Linked DNA regions of Drosophila melanogaster: region 2 is linked to region 1. The links are chromatin contacts, called in public Hi-C maps. All regions are on one chromosome and are shown on one strand. The core of a region is the stretch at or near the end of the contact, and the rest is flanking DNA. Distances in the headings are between cores, read along the strand shown. Region 1 holds the start of CG3558. Region 2 holds the start of FASN1 (Fatty acid synthase 1).

Region 1 (5,790 bases), core at 2,275-4,774:
GGCAATTAATCTTCACTTTCCCATTTATCCATGGGTGTGCTTGCTTTTTAGGTACTATCAGGCCATCGGTGGGTTTTTGGCCGAGCTGCAGCAACAGCCGCTCCTCAAGGCGCCGGAGAAGAGCAACGTCTGGGTGGAGCTGGAGCATAAAATTATTGATGTATAGACCCGAATACATCAAGTGTTCAATTGACTGTGTTAACACTGCGAATGGTTTAATACTTATACATATACACACGCATAATATTAATCTGTATCTGACAGGGTTTTAATCCGGACGTTGCTATACGCCAAATTGCTTTTTATGTGCAGAGAATAACGTGCTAGCGGAGATGGCTGTTGATTTTAAGTAACCAACTTAAATAACTTTGCGCTTAAGCAAGTGAATACACACTAGAATCCGAATTTCGATGTTTGCTTGTATTTGTCCTAAGCTATGTTAACCTACTACTTTGCCCGATTGGCGGCCAGTTAAGAGTATAGAAATTGATCAGTATTTCACAAAAAAGTAAACTATTTTCTGGACTGACTCCTACATTGCCAGATTAGTTTATAGAAGCCTTCACCCCTAGCACGTTAACATTTTGTGCTGGTTCCATTTTTGAAATGTTAAATTAATAACTTGTTAGGATTGCAAAGGAAGCCAGAAAAAGTTATCTTAAGTTTAGACTTAAGTGCGAAGAAAAAGGAAATTCGAGAAACAATAAACTGCAAACAATTGCTAGAATCCACGGAAGTCCTCATCGGCACTGTCATCACTGGCGGGCGTGGATGATCGTTTGCGGCTTTCTGGTTTTTCCTCTGGCTGATCTGTTGCTTCCTCCTCAGCACTCGGCACAATTTCCTGAGCCTGCGATCGGTGGTGGAAGACAAAGGACACGCACTTGCAATCCATCCAGGCCTGGGCGAGAATATTGTCAGGCAGGCCTCTGTTGTTGGAGCAATGGTACCATTGTGACAAATGCGAGGTGCAGTCCGTGTCCTCGGGCGGTGGCTTCATTTGTATATTTTGAACGCAGCGCTTACACTTGAGCCTGAAAAGATATGTTACACGATCATGATCTAAAGGGTATCCAAAGCCAGTTCTTACTTGTCGTGTGTGTCGGACAGAATGTTCGCATCAAATGTAAACAAGTCCTTCAGATCGTCGCGGGTGAAATGCTTCTCGGCCGACTCGTTGTTGTCAATGATGGTGCTCGACAGGGATTTTTTGTGCGTCTGTCGCTGCAGGATCTTCTCCTCGATGGAACCACTCTGAAAGAGATTTCTTGAGTTGAAAAAGAAAGTTCCGTGCAGAACCAATTCAGGTACTCACGGCAACGAGGCGATATATGTAACAGGGCTTCTTTTGCCCGTCACGCCACACTCTGGCCATTGCCTGCTCATCGTTGGCCGGATTCCAGTCTGGGTCAAACATGAACAGGCGGTTGGCTCCAATCAAATTCAAGCCGCAGCCGCCAGCCTTGCTGCTCAGCATGAAAAGGAAGCTGTCAGACTCCGGGTCATTGAATCGGTCAACAACCTTCGATCGCTTCTTGATGGACATGGTGCCATCAAGCCGGACAAATCCGTACTTTCGCTTCCTCGCGAGCTGCTCGAACAAGTCCAGGGTCTGTGTGTAATTGGAAATGAGAACCACCTTGTCGTTGCCCTCTGCACGTATTGCTGCCAGCATGAAATCCAGGAGCATGAACTTGCCACTTAGCTCTGGATTGAGATCCCTGGAACACAAAAGATTCATTAATAGCCATTGCTATTCGCGCGCAACAGGCGACGTACTTTGGTTTGTAATTACTAGGCAGCACATTTTGGGAGTTTTCGAATCCCTTTTCCCGCGCAGTGAGCTTCTCATATATGAGATCCGGATGACTGCAAATCTTCTTAAGCGTTGTAATGTCTGCCAGCGCCGTAAGCGAAGCCTTTTCATTGCAATCTTGAAGGGAATTGTAAATGGTAGGAATGTTGTGGTAGTATTGCCTAATGACTTACCCGCCAAACTACGTCGAACTTGATCAGACTTCAAGAAATTCGTGTATAGCTCGAGTTGAATCGCCGTCAGTTTCGCACAGATAACCATTTCAAACTTAACCGGCAGATATTTGGTTAGAATTTGATTAGTGCGACGAATGATGCACTGATCGACCAGACCTATCAGCTCCTGTGTCTTCTCTATGGCCCGTTGTCGCTCCTGTTCCGTGGAGTCAGTATTCTGGCCCCGCAGAATAGCGCTCTCGAAGTTGCGCTTAAACACGGCCGCCGTTCCCAGCATCTCCGGGTTTACAAAGTTCACCAGGCTGTAGTACTCAGTAAGATCGTTCTGGATGGGAGTGCCGGAAAGCAAGACCCGTCGCTTTGTCTTCAGTCCCATGAGAGCCTGATACGTCAGATTGTCGCTGTTCTTGAGGCGATGTCCCTCGTCGCATATCACCATTCCCACCTCGTACTTGCACAGGATCTCCGCGTAGATGCGAAATGTCTCGTAGCTGATGAGCAGAACAGGTGTCCCCAGCCGGGCAGAAGTCATGGAGAACTGCTCGAGTGCTCGGATGGTGTTCTCCTTGGTCCCGCCCTCCATGGGCAGGCAAAGGAGTCGACCGTGAAGCCACTTGGTAAACTCCTTCTCCCAGTTCTTAACCAGCGATGATGGAGACACGACAATGGCTTTGTTGATCGTCGGCTTGCACTCGGGCCCCTGCCTTAGAAGTGTCCAGACCAGCGTTACGCACTGCAGCGTCTTCCCGAGACCCATTTCGTCGGCCATGATGCATCCATTGAAGTTGCCCCGCTTTCCCTCCACACACTCGTACATGAAACGCACTCCCTCGCGCTGGTGCGGCCGCAATATGTTGCTCAGCAGCGGATCGACGACGACGTGCACCAGAACCTTGGTCGGATCCATGCCCATGCGCTCGTGTTCTGTGTAGGCGGGTGGATGGAAGAGTACCAAGGCGTTGCAGGCCATCGGATCGTGTAGGGGTCGTCGGGAAATGCAGCGCCGCACGCCCAGGACCCGTTTACCACCGTAATCCGGTACGTAATTGTCCATGGGCACCTTGAACTTCCGTGCCAGAACCTTGGCAATGGCCAACTCATACTCGCTGTTCGCCGTGAAGCGAATAGGCAGTGGGAGCTCTGATGTGTTGCTGGCATCTCGGAGGGCGCCCAGTCGTCTTCTGTCCAGTTCTTGCTCTCGCTCCAGTTCCTGCTGGCAGGATCGCTTGTTTTTCTTCAGCAGTGGCGGCGTGAAGGAGTGACGGGACTCGGGACGCAGTGGTCCACGTTGGCTGGGAGCCAGACTGCGCCGCTTTAGGAATAAATGATTAGGGAAATGGAATTAAATAAATCAAATTTTTGTATTTACCATTTCATTAAATTCAAATGGCGGTAGCGCGAACAGCTGATAGAAGCGCGGAAGTCTGGTCACACAGGCGATAAGAAATACTGGTAAGTGGAACGCTGGGATAATGAAACAGAACGCATTTAATCAAACTAATACTTGTGATCATAGCACGCTGTTTTAAAAGTGAATAGATAATTAGATAAAAATAAAACTAAAATGGAATTGCTACACCCCGATGTCAAAAATTCCCGATGTATCTCAGGTATAATCGAAACATCGATATGTTATATTGATAGCTGCTCATCGCTAACTTTCTATTTCCGTGCAGATATAATTGTAAATATTTACGCAGAATTGCTTTGGAAACACTACGAAAATAGTGCAAAATGAGGCAATAAAGTGCGGGCCGGACTGCCTTCCCTTTCTTGACTTCAAAACCCGCGCCAAAAGCGCGAATTTCGTGCTGCAAGAACGCAAATCTAGTCCGCAAATCTGCGGAAGTGTTGGTACTACCACTTAATTGTATTTGTAATTGTAATTGCCAAAGTGCCAAAAAAAAAAACGCTGCAAATGCTGCAAGCGTGAAAACCCATCTAAGAAGGGCCACTAAACAGTAATGGGTGTAGATGCACGATGCACGGAGAGCGGAAAGCAGCGGAGACGATGACGATGATCAAATCTAAATTCATCAGGTGAGCGAGCAGCAGCAGCAACAACAACCACAGTGAGTGCCCAAATAGGTGGGCACACGTACACAGGTGTGTGTGTGGCTGTGTGCGTAAGTGTGTCACTTGTTGTTCTTGGGAACATTAGAGAAAAGTAAATAGCGAATATTCAACTAAAGTGCGTCTTCTTTTAGCTTCTAAATATTTAAAAAGCGAGCAACATTGAAATACTCACCACTCACACAGTCGGACAAAAGCACAAAACGAGAGATAACAGAGCACCAGCACCACCAATTCATGCCAAACGAAACGCACACGGAGCAGTTATCAGCGGACCAGCGCCACTAAAAGCCACCGAATCGCACACACACCGCACCGACAACGATGTGGCTGCGCCAGAGCAGCGGTGGAGGCGTTGCCTCCGTCGGACACGTCGGCCCACTGCGACAGCGACCCATCGACGCTGCCACAGACTGCGATCCGCGCGCTTGCTACGACAGCTTCTGTAAGCACTGGCAGCAGGCCTTCGAGATCATCCAGCACAGTGCACCGCCCTCGCACGACGACGTGCTGGGCGTGGTCTCGCACTTGGACTACATGGTCACCCTGCTGCTCGTGGAGCTGCATCACTGCAACAAAGTCTCGCTGCCGGCGGCCGAGGCTAGTGGTCCGCCTGCGGCGCCCTGCCTGGAATTCCTGCTCAGCGAGAATCTGCTGGACAAGCTGTACGAGTGGGCCTGCACCACGGGACGGTATGCCAACGCTGTGAGGCTGGAGCAGCTGAAGCTGTACGAACTGCTCGTCAGCCACTCGCGCCACCAGCTGCTCTGCCACGAGCCCTTCCTGCGACCCCTGCTCAAGATACTGGCATCCAGCCAGGGCGAGATCTTTCCGCCCGATCTCGAGAAGCGCCTGGTGATCCTGCTGAACCAGCTGTGCGTGGTTCTTATGCAGAATGTCCACCTGCTGGACCTCTTTTTCTTCTCCGCCCAGACGCAGGTGCAGGAGCAGATATTAAATGGCAACGTGGCGCCACCCAAAAGCGGAACCACTACCAAGTAAGCTCATAACTTTTAAACATTCCAATTCATTCAGCATAAAAAAGAATAGCGATAAATGAATATTTGTGTAATGATTCATCGCGTAATAGCGACATTAGCCAGATAAGGCAATACTAAAAAAGTGACCCTGTAATATTCCAATTACGAGTGATGAATCCACTTGACTTGTTCCATTTATCTTCTAAGATTTATATATTTATATTCTAAGACTTTATTATAAGGTATATTCCGTGTCTGATAAATCTTTTATTGATTCTTTTAGCTTCATAATATTTTCGCTGCTTATCCCGTACGTGCATCGCGAAGGCAGTCTTGGTCACCAAGCGCGCGATGCTCTGCTGCTGTGCATGGCGCTTTCGCAGAAGAACTCCAACATTGGAACGTACATAGCCCAGTACTCCTCGATCTGCCCGCTGTTGGTGACCGGTCTGGGTGGGCTTTACTCGCGTCTGCCCAACAGCATCGAGATTAGCTCCATCGACTGGCACCGGATAACGCCAGACGATGTGACAGAGATCCCGGAGCTGACGCTGTTCATGAACGCCCTCGAGTTTTGCAATGCGGTGGTGCAGGTGGCCCATGAGATGATCAAGCAGCAGTTGCTGGACTTCATGTACCAGGGCTTTATTGTTCCCGTGCTGGGACCTGCGATCCTTCAGGTGAGTGAAGTCACGCTTTTGTCTCGTCTCGGTCTCTCTTCGTGAAAATTTGTCTTCGATGCATT
Region 2 (5,790 bases), core at 839-3,338, 64 kb after region 1:
GCCAGCGGCTATGTCCAGGAGGCCAAGAAGCAGACGGACGACCTCAACCGGCAGCAGTCCATGACGTTGGCCTACTTTGGAGCTCTGCTCGCCGACGTGGATTACAACCAGGTGGTTCCATGTTCCTTGTTGTGCTTGATCCTATAAACCATTCTTATAAATATATTGATCCTTACAGCTACTGCAACTCCTCGATGGAGTCCAGACATGGCCCTCCAAGCTCGACAAACTAGCAGACACTCTGGCTGGTTACACGCAGCAAACCAGAGAAGTGGTGGGTCTCTAGCGATTCTAATTACAATATTGCTTAATAATATATGTGTCAATTAGATTTCCAAACCACCATAAAAGCGTAAGCATTTGTTGAACATCTATCTATTTGATTGATGATTAAGTACTGGCTTAACTATAGTACTTGTAGACTAAGTTGATGCATTTGCTTACACTTATGTGTGTGTTTATAATTTCAAGTAGTATTTATTACAAGTGTGTACTTTTTAACAGACGAGAAAAAGTGCCTTCTAAAAGTGCCGGACAAATAGTTAGTGTATTATTATGGTCCGTATTCTTCGCAATTAGCGTGAGGCACTTAAAAACATATTGTTGCATTATATTGTTTTTATAGACCTAACCTACCATATTATTTGAACATTGTCACAGATCAAGAAGGCCGCCTGCATGTTCAAACAGAAGCTGCTACTTTCTGAGAGCTACAAGGGCGCCAAGCAGCTCCACAGCGATGTGGTCTTGATCAAGTCGGCCGAGCACAATGCGATTATGGCCCAGGACTATGGCCTCAAGGAGGTAAGTGCCTATAAAACCTATCTATAGCATTATTTAATGACCATTTCCCTCCAATCCTTGCAGATTTGCAGTGCCCAGATCGACATGCATGTGGTGGAGGGTACACACAGGACCTTCCTCAAGGAGCCGCACACTCTACAGATCATCGAGCGCGTCCTGCGGAAGCGTCCCTAGTGGAAGGGAAGTAGTTCGTACGATTATGCTGATGAATTATCCTGTAGAACTTAATGTACATATACCCTAATCCTATCAATACACGTAGCAATCGCGCATTGATTGTTTAAGAATAATGAACGCATTCAGTACGGTCGAACTTCACTAATCAGAACATTGTCTAATACAAGATAATTTTCCAAATGTATACTATCGCGAGGCATTTCTCACAAAGTAATTGGCTTATAAACGATCGGAGAAGTTCGCTCGTGTTTCCAGTTTTACTCGCGTGGTACTCGCATGATTTCCACGATGAATCACTACGATCCGAACATTCTGACCCGTGCTGGCTGGCTTTATTGACCCGACTTCGGCGTACCTTTCCATAATTGATAATGCCGCCCACTCTATCGCGCTAGTGATCTCGCCAGACGATTAATAATCGACGAAAAAGTGGTCCGACTATGGCGGGCAAATCAAAATTTCTACATCTCCGTCACGCACACAACAGCTGACCACTTATCGCTGTTAATGCGAATTTAAGCGCCGCACAGAGTCCAGCAACAATAACAGAAGTTTACACCAATAACAGTGGCTTTGGAAATCCGAATTAAAAACACCCTGCTGCTGAAAAAATTTTACGCAGTCTGCTTAAACTAGGACCTTTTTGAAATAATAACTAATTCAATTCGGTTAATTAAATAAGAATTTTCCTTTTTGACACTAGCAATAATATTTATACATATTTTCATTGAACCCACATATGTTTTAATAGGTGCTATAAATATTAAAAACCATTCAATCTAATTGATCAATAACCAATCACTTTTAAGCTTAATAAGCGAAAAGTACAAGTAATGGATTTCAGGTAGATTGTGAATGATCAAATGAAATCGTAGATCCGTGAGTAGATCGCCGGTAAACAGCGGCTTATCAATCAGGTCTACGAGGTAAGGTCGAGGATGTCAGCCCAAGCGGCGGACCGAATTCGAAGTACCCTCTGTAGGGGAAGGGCATCGTGCTACGGTTAACTTTTAACAGCGCGAGAGAGCAGCGCAGCGAGAAGCTCTCCAAAAGCTCTTCTTGGAGGCGGCGGGCGTCATATAAAAAGGCCGGCGCTCACCTGATTCTCGCATTTCCGTTCGTCGCAGCATTCCGTCGTTGTCGTGGTTTTACAAGCCGGTACGCTACGTTTGAATCCCAAAGAACATAACTGTGTGTGGCAGAGTAATTTTCAAAAACTAATAGCTACTAACTAAGCTAATAACGGCAGTCAACGGAGAACTTCGAGTCGAAAGCAGTTTCAGTTTCTGGATTATAACGGTTTCCCCATTCAGTCAGGACCAACTGTAAAGGAACACCCCCCACGAAACTGAATTCGAATCCTCCGCGCAGCCCTCCGCCCGCTCCACTCCAAGAACTCGAAAAACAGCTGTCGAGGAATCGCCTGATTTCTAGGTATGTACAAAAAATGGCAGCCGCAGGAATAAAACAGCCCCTGTTCAAATTTGCGTGTGTGTGTGTGCTGGTGTGCTGAGGAGAAAATGAAAACGAAATTTTCGCTGGACAAAAAGTGAATTGCTAACGAAAATAAGAAAAAAAGCAGAAACAACGGAAAAGTGTGAAAAAAATAGGAGAAAAATGGTTAGATCGAGCGTCTCCAAGTGATCATTCGTCAAGTCGACTAAAAATACGAATTACTAAGTTCGCACTTGCTCTCCAGTGCTTTTGACCTTTAGGACCCATAGAAGTGTTGTTCTACTACTCCAAACGCCCCCCAAAACAGCAGTTCCTGCTGCGCTGAGACACCAAATTACACGCTAATTGCAAGATGTGCGGGCGGCGGTGGGGGGAAGTCCAAGTCCCAGTCTCCTCTCGTCTGCTCCATATAGTAGGGGCTTCGCGATAGGGTTTCCCTTTCTAATTGCCATGCAAGAGCTGCTTAATTTCTACGATTTCCTTGGCAGACATCGTTATAGTCCTTTTGCAATTCGGAAATCCTTGCTAAATATTCCCATGTAAATAAGTCCAGTGCCATTTTTGCAACGAACCCAAACCTTCTGAAATGACAAATCCAACAATTTTCCGGTTGCGTGTGCCATTTTCATTATTTTACAACCATGCTAACTGCACAGCCATTAAGACAGTTACTAAAAATGAAATTTGAAATTGCTTTTAATACGAAAATAGGGAAATCTATCTGCGTATTTAGCTAAAGTCAAGCAAACAAACAAATATTATAAATTTTACTATTATTACATTTGAAATTGCAGTGATAAATGTTGCAATAACAATAAGTTGTTTGCTTAAATACAAAATCAAATTCAAAAGTTAAGCACCTAAAGTAAAATACTTTTCAGAAATTGCTTAGCTCTACCAGCTGAATGCTCAAAAAGTTGAAAGTGAGTTATCAAGCGATCGCTTTGCATAAAACAACAACACCCAGCAACCCATAAAGGCGGCCACACGCCCCAATTCCGCAGCCAAAAACAAACAAGAATCGTGCGATTGTGTGATTGGAAAATTTCGAGTGTCTGGCTAATCTTTATCGGCTAATAGAGTCGTCGCTTCCTGAAGAACACGCGTCCGCCGCCGATCAAACATTTCCGATACAGGTGCACAGTCGTATGAGTAGGCAGCGCTGCCTTATCACTCTTATCACCACCAGGCCGTTTCGGAATCGCCCCATGGCCTAGTCTCAGTCAGAGACGTTATCATCTTGTTCATGAACTTGAAGCGTCACAGGCAGATTCGATTTGCTGGGCTGGGGATGTGGGTTTTTGGGCGGGGGCTGTGCTGACGCGTACAGCAGTACTTTGGGCCCCAATCGATGGCTGCGGGAATGGAACCGAGTGCATAAACAAACACAGTTTAGAGTGGAAAGGGGAGGGGGCTATGTTTGTCACCCGTGTTTACATATCCAATGACGCAACTTTCGCAATATGGCCTGATGATGGATGGATCGATTGGGGGCGGGGGCCATCGATAAATCAATATACGCCCGTTCAATTGCTGTAAAAGGATAGTTCTCACCATCGCATTGCGAGTTTATTCACCGGTAGATCAACCGATCTGGAGAGACTATGAAAATAATACTTCAATGAACTTGAGAAATCACGCCACCTTATCTCACTAAACAAATGGTACACGCGTCGAGCTCGTGTGTCTGTGTGTGTGTGTGTGTATGTACACACACATGGCGGTGGGGACTTTTGGGGCTGCGTCTTGACTATACGCCGCTCTCTTTGGCACCCACCTCCGATTCGGATGCCTATTACAATAGCAAAACATAAACATAGAAGTCTGGCCAAGCCAACGGCCATTTGATAGATAAGCTTGCTGCTGAGTCGCCCGATTTTTACCGGCAATTTGTAGTGGCTACACGCGGAAAAATAGGTTTATTATATGAAAATGGTTCCTGTAAGTATGGTTCCATATTTATATGATCAATAACATTTGAATTTCAAAGAAACTACGGCTGCACGATTCGTATTTCGTTTTGTTCTGAGTGTATTGTTTATTTGTTCTGTGTTGCTGACCGCTCATGTTCTCGCTCTTCCTCTTCTAACGACGCTTTCGGCTTCCCCAGATTTCAGCTTAAACCGACTCCGCCAGCTCCGCTCATTATATAGTTTCCCTTCTTTTGTTGAATCATTCGATTTCGCACATCGTACGAGTTTCTCGGCGAATAAGAAAGCAGCTTGCCGTTCGCGTTGGCTCAGTGTGAGTGTGTGCGGCCTATGTTAACGCGAATGGTGTTGCACTGTTAACGCGACTGCCACAAGTTGCTGTTAACTGTCAACCCAGTCGCTGGCTTCAAAGCAGCAAGCCGCCCATAACAAATAATGCTGTGTGCCGGTATATGCGCGGTCAAAGCTCCGACTGCGCGGCATCACCTGATTTGCAATTTCTACACCAACTTTCCACCAGCTGAACATTCAAACAAAAAACCTAATCGCCCGGCATCCCGCTCCAGAGAGCGAAAGCTCTGCGCTTGCGGGTGGTAAAGAGCTTTTGCTTAACAGCGAGGGGTGGCAGACAAGTTGCAGATGCGGCAGAATGATCACAATTTTAAAATATTTAATACACGAAATGAGTTATACTAACAAGACTTTCGCATCCTCTTCTCCAATTGCAGCCCCTACAACTAAACCTGTTGCAAGCCGTGGACCAGCCGCATCCTGTTGCTTTCAAGCCCAACAATTGCAGCACCCATCAGCCCCAACATTCACCCAGCACCCAGAACAACGGAAAGAGCGCTCGCGCCAATCGTCGTCGACGCCGCAGACGCAACAAGCAGCAGCAGAATTCGCAGCAACCTGACGCCTTCCGTGATACCGACGCGCAGCTAACACCGAGCACCTCCTCGTCCACCCCGCACTCTGCACCCAACGATAGACAGGACCACCTAAACTCCCAATTCAATCCCGAATCCATCAATATGCCCGCCCGATTCGCCGAGGAAGTCATCACCGCTGAGCCCGCACAACGTGCCGCCCCCCAATTGGACCTGGGTGGTGGTCACTATGTGCCCCGTCAGCAGCACCTCAACGATGAGATCGCCATCACCGGTTTCTCCGGCCGTCTGCCGGAGAGCTCCACCATCGAGGAGTTCAAGCAGAATCTTTTCGACGGCGTCGACATGGTCAACGATGATCCCCGCCGTTGGGAGCGTGGTAAGATCAACTACCAATGGACTTCTCATAAGGAATAGCATTCTTTTGAGTAGTTACAATCTAATGTGTTAACAACCTTCGTTCCAGGTCTGTATGGACTTCCCGACAGGATTGGCAAGCTCAAGGATAGCGATCTGGAGAACTTTGACCAACAGTT

Evidence for each region. Hi-C and Micro-C count contacts between places; a contact is called where the count stands out from the background.
Region 2: a contact with region 1 is called in a Hi-C map of the S2 cell line, with 2.2 times the contacts expected there. The contact joins the promoter of FASN1 here to the promoter of CG3558 in region 1. A contact is called at or near these places in 7 of 107 Hi-C or Micro-C datasets (the D17-c3 cell line, the Kc167 cell line, the OSC cell line and 2 more).

Annotation. Positions count from the first base shown.
Region 1 is chr2L:2,989,346-2,995,135 of dm6, forward strand. CG3558 reads left to right here and starts at 3,525. Exons shown (of 7, transcript NM_001273047.1): 1 at 3,525-3,602; 2 at 3,669-4,032; 3 at 4,200-5,063; 4 at 5,329-5,725. The coding sequence starts at 4,390. It overlaps okr (okra), which reads right to left and starts at 3,414. Exons shown (of 6, transcript NM_057313.5): 1 at 3,362-3,414; 2 at 1,990-3,304; 3 at 1,780-1,933; 4 at 1,316-1,721; 5 at 1,091-1,254; 6 at 249-1,034. The coding sequence starts at 3,364. The coding sequence ends at 722. Bem46 reads left to right here. Exons shown (of 5, transcript NM_058024.4): 5 at 52-730. The coding sequence ends at 166.
Region 2 is chr2L:3,054,510-3,060,299 of dm6, forward strand. FASN1 (Fatty acid synthase 1) reads left to right here and starts at 2,089. Exons shown (of 6, transcript NM_134904.3): 1 at 2,089-2,415; 2 at 5,096-5,633; 3 at 5,721-5,790. The coding sequence starts at 5,399. It overlaps FASN2 (Fatty acid synthase 2), which reads left to right. Exons shown (of 7, transcript NM_001273057.2): 4 at 1-114; 5 at 179-274; 6 at 661-804; 7 at 868-1,634. The coding sequence ends at 978.